Linked DNA regions of Mus musculus: region 1 is linked to region 2. A link is a contact called in public HiChIP or PLAC-seq data. All regions are on one chromosome and are shown on one strand. The core of a region is the stretch at or near the end of the contact, and the rest is flanking DNA. Distances in the headings are between cores, read along the strand shown.

The links. HiChIP or PLAC-seq counts read pairs in DNA pulled down with a chosen protein or histone mark.
Region 1: a contact with region 2 is called in an H3K27ac HiChIP or PLAC-seq map of embryonic stem cells, with 2.3 times the contacts expected there. The contact joins two enhancer-like sites. A contact is called at or near these places in 1 of 15 datasets of contacts at CTCF or cohesin (the NIH/3T3 cell line), 2 of 484 Hi-C or Micro-C datasets (the MNK3 cell line and bone marrow-derived macrophages), 2 of 115 datasets of contacts at active chromatin or transcription factors (embryonic stem cells and microglia) and 1 of 9 other capture datasets (liver).

What each region holds. Positions count from the first base shown.
Region 1 is chr3:116,834,236-116,837,684 of GRCm38.p6, forward strand. Gm40128 (a long non-coding RNA gene) reads right to left here. Exons shown (of 3, transcript XR_867574.1): 2 at 2,475-2,776; 3 at 1,122-2,049. Among named protein-coding and RNA genes, the nearest start is that of Gm40128, 5.6 kb to the right of the region's middle. Within about 2 kb of position 1,951, at least 135 of the 459 cell types and tissues checked have an H3K27ac peak or open chromatin away from gene starts, as enhancers often do. A contact at or near this core is called in embryonic stem cells, where this site is marked.
Region 2 is chr3:116,527,885-116,531,397 of GRCm38.p6, forward strand. The region is part of intron 3 of Dbt (dihydrolipoamide branched chain transacylase E2); the gene reads left to right. It also overlaps the pseudogene Gm4596. Among named protein-coding and RNA genes, the nearest start is that of Dbt, 17 kb to the left of the region's middle. Within about 2 kb of position 2,032, at least 11 of the 459 cell types and tissues checked have an H3K27ac peak or open chromatin away from gene starts, as enhancers often do. A contact at or near this core is called in embryonic stem cells, where this site is marked.

The DNA.
Region 1 (3,449 bases), core at 701-3,200, 310 kb after region 2:
AATGTCCAGGAAGGGAAGCTTATTGGCTAAACCCTCAGGGCCTCTAAATACCTCACTAGCAAGGGGAGATCTTTGTTTTGGGCTACATGACCACTGGTCATGTCCCTTTGTGGGTCACATGTTCTGGGCCAGGAATCTTGGTAGGGAGCAGAGACATGCCTACCATCCTCAGATGGGTCCCTGGGACCTGGGGTCTGTGAACCCAGTCAACCTTACCCAGTTTCCTGGCACGGACCACTGCGCCACAGGACTCATCTGGTTGGTCTCTCGGGCAAACTCAGTAAAATGAAAAGAGAGAACGAGCAGGCATCATACCTGCTTGCCGTTGTTTTGGGGACGCCCAAAAGAGTTCAGGGTTTTGTCAAAACCAAGTCACTGGAGAGTTTAATTTTCCTTGGGGGGAGGGCAGAATTCTCTTGTGTGTTTGTTGCTACAGTCAAAGGTGAGCTTACTCTAGGAGAGCTAACAGAAGACACTGCTCAGACTGTAAGCGGGAGAGTTTTATAAGGGAAGAGGTCATGTTACTGACACGACTGACCCAGAAACCCACAGAACTACAAACACACATTATCAAGCTTTCTCCATGTTGTTTGCAACATTTATGGTGGATATTTTTGTTTTGGTTTGGTTTTGTTTTTCGAGACGGGGTTTCTCTGTATAGCCCTGGCTGTCCTGGAACTCACTTTGTAGACCAGGCTGGCCTCGAACTCAGAAATCTGCCTGCCTCTGCCTCCCGAGTGCTGGAGTTTAAAGGCGTGTGCTACCACGCCCGGCTGATATTTTTTAATGTTGCTTTCAACTTGTTTGCTATTTTCAGCAAGCGATTACCACAACACACACATACATCATGCATATATACATACATGCATATATACACACATACAGGCATGCATGCATACATATATAATTTTGCGTCAGGGGCATGGAAGTCTGTAATTTAAGATTAAAGCTATGTAGGGCTGGAGAGACATCTCAATGGTTAAGAATACTTGTTCTTGCAGAGGACCTGGGTTTATTTCCTAGTACCCATGTGGCAGGTAACAGCCATCTGTAACTTCAGTTTCATGAGGTCTGACGCTCTCTGTGGGTCGACGGGGCACCTAGTGCACACACAATCATGCAAGCAAGATATTCTTGATCACAACATAAAATAAATAAGCATTTATAAATGGGTTAAAGCTATCACTTAACTTAGGCTGTAAAAGCTGATTCCATGTACAATCCAAGATATAGTGAGGTTGGGTATATTGTTCTCTCAAAGGCAGGTTAAACGTAAATAGGCTGAATGCATAGTAGGACAGCAGGTTAAGTATGCAGTCTTGAATGCTCTCTAGGCACCTTATTAACATGGTGGCAAGATCTGGGAAATTAGTTTATTTTTAATGCAAGAGGTGTTTTCATAAAAAATGTGTCACTACAATTTCCTTTGTCTCTGTTCATAGCACTATAACAAAATGCCAGCTATTATGTACTTTACAGTTGCGAAGCCTTACAGTTGTAAACCACGATCGAGGATACTGAAGGTTTGATGTCTAAGGAGGCTTCATTTCCTGCTGCCTAGATGATGCCTTTCTGAATCTTCACAGGGTAGAAGCCAGCGAGTTTCTGAAGCTTCTTCACTGAGGGCACGAATTCTGGACCAACTCTGAACAAGACGGGCTTTACCCGACACCGACTGCGATACAGTTGTGACTTAGACATGTGGGCTCTTGGACTGTGGAAGTCTCCTTAAGTCCCTGTTTCAGGGGGGCCCTCATTGCTGCTCCCCAGTCACTGTTGCTCTGCGGGTTATGCAGGATACAGCCCTTTGTCTTTATTGGGGACATATCAGGGACGGAGCTTTACGGGGATGGAGGAATAAAAAACAAGCAAGCACCTCCCTTGCCATTCAAGGACCAGACAGGGGGAGCCGTGAGCTGCCATAAAAGGAAATGAACTTGTTCTTCCTCGGAGTCAGGCATTCGGAACACAATGTCCTGGTGTCTGCTGCCCCCGTGTGGACATTTACATGTGTTGACTTCAGTCTTGGGTTTTCCTTATTAGGTGGTTCTATGCCCAAAGAAAGAATAGGTCAGATACAAAGAATTTTTTTTTTTTTGGAGGGGGGGGGGTGTTCGAGACAGGGTTTCTCTGTGTGGCCCTGGCTGTCCTGGAACTCACTCTGTAGACCAGGCTGGCCACGAACTCAGAAATCCGCCTGCCTCTGCCTCCCAAGTGTTGGGATTAAAGGCGTGCGCCACCATGCCCGGCTAGATACAAAGAATTTAAGGCGTCCTTCTGCCTCAGCTTGTCCCCAAATCCCTCTAGGTTCCCTGTGCTCTAAGGGTCACACGTATCCACTGCCTTTTTCTCCTTGGTGGTATGCTATCCTGAAGCAGGACTAAGTCCACACTGGATCTCCCCTGCCTTTAAGAGCTTTTGAAGAATCAGCTTGGGGAATGGAAACCTCCAGAGAATCGCCCTTTTCTCCTTACCTTGAATGTAGATGGCACGCACGACTAGTTTGCCATTGGCATAGCGGACAGGATGGCTTGTTATGTCTATGATTTCGTCCTGTGGTGTACGTATAATGTCCCGGCTGTCTCAGTCGCTTTCTGGGCTCGCATATGTGACTACGTAGCCACACTATGAAGTGCTGTGAAAAGGAGCTGAGTGTGGTGATGGATGTCAGCCTTCAAGAAATGGAGCCATTGGTGCAGGAGGACAAGCGCAGTCGTATTTCTCTAACAATCACATGAACCCAGAGGCAGATCACTCTCCAGTTGAGATCCGAGCCCTGGAAAATACCCGGATTGCAGGTGAAAACCAGAGGGCTGCATGAATCTGTGCCTAGATTCTGTTAGGGAAGAAACGTGTGCTGTTTTTTTTTTTTTTAACCAGCGGGTGTCTGCGAACCTTTGCTATCGACAGAGAAACAGAACTCTGCTCTTTGGTTTTTACTTATGACTTCCCTGTCCGCGGGACCGCATCACACATCCTAGTCTGTGTTCTAGTTTGCTGTCTGGTGCTGTGATAAATACCAGGATCAAAAGCAGCTAGGGGAAGAAAGGGTTTGCTTGACTCGAATGTCTCTATCACAGTCCACTGTAAAGAGAAGTCAGGGCAAGAGGAGAAGCAGGAACTGAAGCAGAAACCAGGGAGGAGCACTGACAGCGTAGTACACTCAGCTTGATTGCCTGCCTCCCTCCTTTCCTTCCTTCCTTCTTTTTTGTTTGTTTGTTTGTTTGTTTGTTTGTTTGTTTGAGACAGGTTTCTCTGTTTTACCCTGGCTGTCCTGGAACTCACTCTGTAGGCCAGGCCAGCCTAGACCTCAGAGATCTGCCTGCCTTTACCTCCGCAGTGCTGGGATTAAAGGCATGGGCTACCATGCCTGGTTCTCAGCTTGCTTTCTTATACACCCCAGGACCACTGCCCATGGTGATCTGATTCCTCCAACATCCATTATTAAT
Region 2 (3,513 bases), core at 782-3,281:
ATTTCCGAATCTTGGGCAACTGATCTCGTGTAACTACTTTACAGTTTCTAAAAGCAGTTATTGTCCAAAGCTGAAAGAACTTAAGTCTTCTCAAATGAGCATGTGAATGAATGGAGGGTGGTAAACGAAAAAGAAAATTAAAAAATATGAGGTCTGATAGGGGAGCAACTGGATAAGAAAATCAAAAAAGGAACAGTAATTTAAAGTTTATTCCAGCTATAACGCAGGTTAGTCTGACTGTAAGGTAGCATCATACGGCATACTTCTGAGACCATTCCCGAGATATTCTGTTGTACGTATCTCTGTCTGTTTTATAGATCCATGCAATCTCTGGCACTAGGGGGTCATCTGGGTTTGGATCACATATCAGTGAACAAATGGATAAAAGAACTTTGGAAATAGTTAAAGCAGGAGACCACTGTGATCTTAGAATATCAAGACAAATGCTGCCATTACTGTTACTATTTGGATGATAAATTCTTGTTGTAAATGCAACCTTAGGTGGTTTGAAGGGGTAGTCTGTAGGAAAATGAATTGTCAAAAAGAATACACCACCTTGATATGGGCTGTCATTAGGTCCCCTAATTGTGGCTTGCCAATGAAACATGTCATCTCCAACTGGACCTGCAGGACACTGTGCTGGAGGGTCAAGGGCCAAATCACTAAGTTCCTTATTAATCAGTTTCAGCGCCATAGTCTGCTTTTCTCCGGGCTCCTCACTATCCCATTGTGTACTCAAAGGTCCGGCCAAAACTCTTGATTATCCTGGCGACAGGGAAGGATTGTCTCTTCTTCTCACACCGGCTCTGCCAGACACAGGTGCCACCATGTATCTGTCCGCAGGGGGAGGGTTAAAGAGGCGTGGTTTGCCTCCCTTGCTTAGGCCGGGTGGACTTGCCACCCTCTTGCCTTTGGAACAGCACCTTCTTACTAAAACTGATCGGAGGTCGGACTGGAAGCTATTTTATTTATTTTTTTACAGTCCATATTTTATTTCCCACCCTCTGACTGTTCCACATCCCATACCTCCTCCCCATCCCGCTGTATCCACATAGATGTCCCCACCCCTCAACCCAACCAAACTTCTAAACTCCCTGGGGCCTCCAGCCTCATGAGGGTTAGGGGCATCATCCCTGAACGAACACAGACCCTGAAGTCCTCTACTGTATGTGTGTTGGGTTATTATTTTTTTTAATTATCTCTTATATATTTGAGATTATAATATATCATTTCTCCCTTCCCTTTCTTCCCTCCAAACTCTCCATATACCTGTTCTTTTTCAAATTCATGGCTTCTTTTCATTAATTGTGTGTGTACATATATATATATATATATATATATGTATATATATATATATATATATACATATATATTACATATTCTACATATGGATATTCATACATACATACATATAATTTTCAGATACATAAATAGGACCTGCTCAGTCTATATAATGTTACTTGTATTATGCCTTCAGAGCTTGTCACTTGGTAATGGACACCCACTGTACTCTCCCTGGGGAACAGCGCTTCTCCTCTCTCAGCATTCCTTAGCTGCCTGTAGTTCTGTAGGGTTGAGGCCTCATCGTTTTCCTGTCCACTTTGGCATGTCTGCTGTTGTCCTTGTTTAGCTCACATTCAGGTGGTGGTGCTGGCGAGACTTGATGGGTGTAGCTTCTGACATTACTAGGAGACAAATCTTACAACAAATTCCATGATCCTCTGACTCAGCATCTTTCCGTCCCGTTTTGCTCAAGGAGAAGGCTTAGCTTTGAGAGTGTTCTGTAGAATACCCACTGGGACTGGGCTCCACACCTCTGCATTCTGACTGGCTGTTGTTTTGTATAATGGTCTCTGAGAAGTTTCTTTGATAGGGGAATGAGGATGCACTGACCTGTGCGTATAAGGACAGATGTTTAGGATGAAGCTAGAAATTTTTCAGGTTTAGTGAAGTGAGGGCTGTAGGCTCTCCTCTCAGATCCATAACTCACTAGCCCTGGGTGGTTGTCTGGGTTTTTGTACTAGCCTGAGTGACCTTGAGTCTAATCAGGGAGCTGTTGGGAGCCACAGGGAACCCCTGCTGCATGCTTAGGGCTGTTGTGCAAGCATGCTGGTCTTTGTTGTGGCTCACAGGTGTCATAGCTGCGGGGGGGGGGGGGGGGGGGACGACTGTCGATTGCCTCCCTCCTTTGGAAGCTTGCAGGACTGGAGTCAGTTCCAGCTCAGGGGCCTCTGGGCCTGTGTCTGAAGTGTGTCGTGTTGTTTCCGAGTTAGGGACTTGCATTCCGCCTCTAGGGTTTCCAAGGGCAATAGCAATAGTCTGTGATGATGAGGAAGTCTCTTGGGTAGTTCTGAGCAACACCTCAAAAGAGGCCATCTCATGCCTGGTGTGGAACTTTGGAAGGAGCATTGTCAGCCCAAATGGGAAAATTTCATTTAAACTATTTATACACAGACTTAGTATATTACAGAGTTTATTTTGTTTTGTGTTTGTGTAGGTAGGTAGTTAATAGTATCATTCCTTGTGCCCTTTTTAGACCTCCTTAATCTTACTGTATCTCTCTCTTACTTTTGTATTTATCTTCTTCCCACCTCCCTAGTTCGTGCCCCTCATCTTTCCAGTTTTCCCTATCAGATCCCGTGTGCTCTGCTGTTCTCTCTGTTGTTCCTGACTCTACCGCCCTAGCAATAGTCCCTTTCTGTAGTGTGTGTTTCTGTAGTTTTCCAGAATATGTGCTCACATCTAAAGAGTTGGGGCTTGGAGCCTCAGAACAAGGAGAGCATGGTATGATGTCTGTCTGTCTTTCTGGGTCTAGTTCCACCCACTCACCTGGAGAGCATGATGTCTGTCTGTCCTTCTGGATCTAGTTCCACCCACTCACCTGGAGAGCATGATGTCTGTCTGTCCTTCTGGATCTAGTTCCACCCACTCACCTGGAGAGCATGATGTCTGTCCTTCTGGCTCTAGTTCCACCCACTCACCTACAAAGTCCATGGTTTCATTTCTTTTTGCTGCTGCACAGTATTCCAGGTGTGCATTATGTCACATTTCCCTTGTCCTTTCACCAGCTGAAGGACATTTGGGTTGTTTCCATTTCCCAGCTATTGTGAACAGCAGCAGTCAGCAAGAACCATGCCAAGCAAGTATCTGGGAAGTGGGATGTACGGCTCCTTTGGGCAGATGCCAACAAGTAGAACGGCAGGCTCATATGGTAGATTTAGTCTAGCTTTTTGAGAATTCTCCACAGATGTGAGATTGCCAGAGTGGCCTAACCAGTTTGCCATCCCACCAACAGTGAGGGAGGGTTCCCTTCCCCGCACTCCTAGAGTTCGTTGTCACTTGTGTTGCTGCTGATCTTTGTCACTGTGACTTGGGTAAAATGAGTCCTCAAAGTTGTTTTGATTTGTATTTTCCAAATTGCTATGGAAAATGAACATTTTTTTTGAAATTTTTTTAGCTTTTTGTTTTTTTTCTTTCTTTTAAGAATTCTCTGTTTAGGTCCCAGCCCCACCT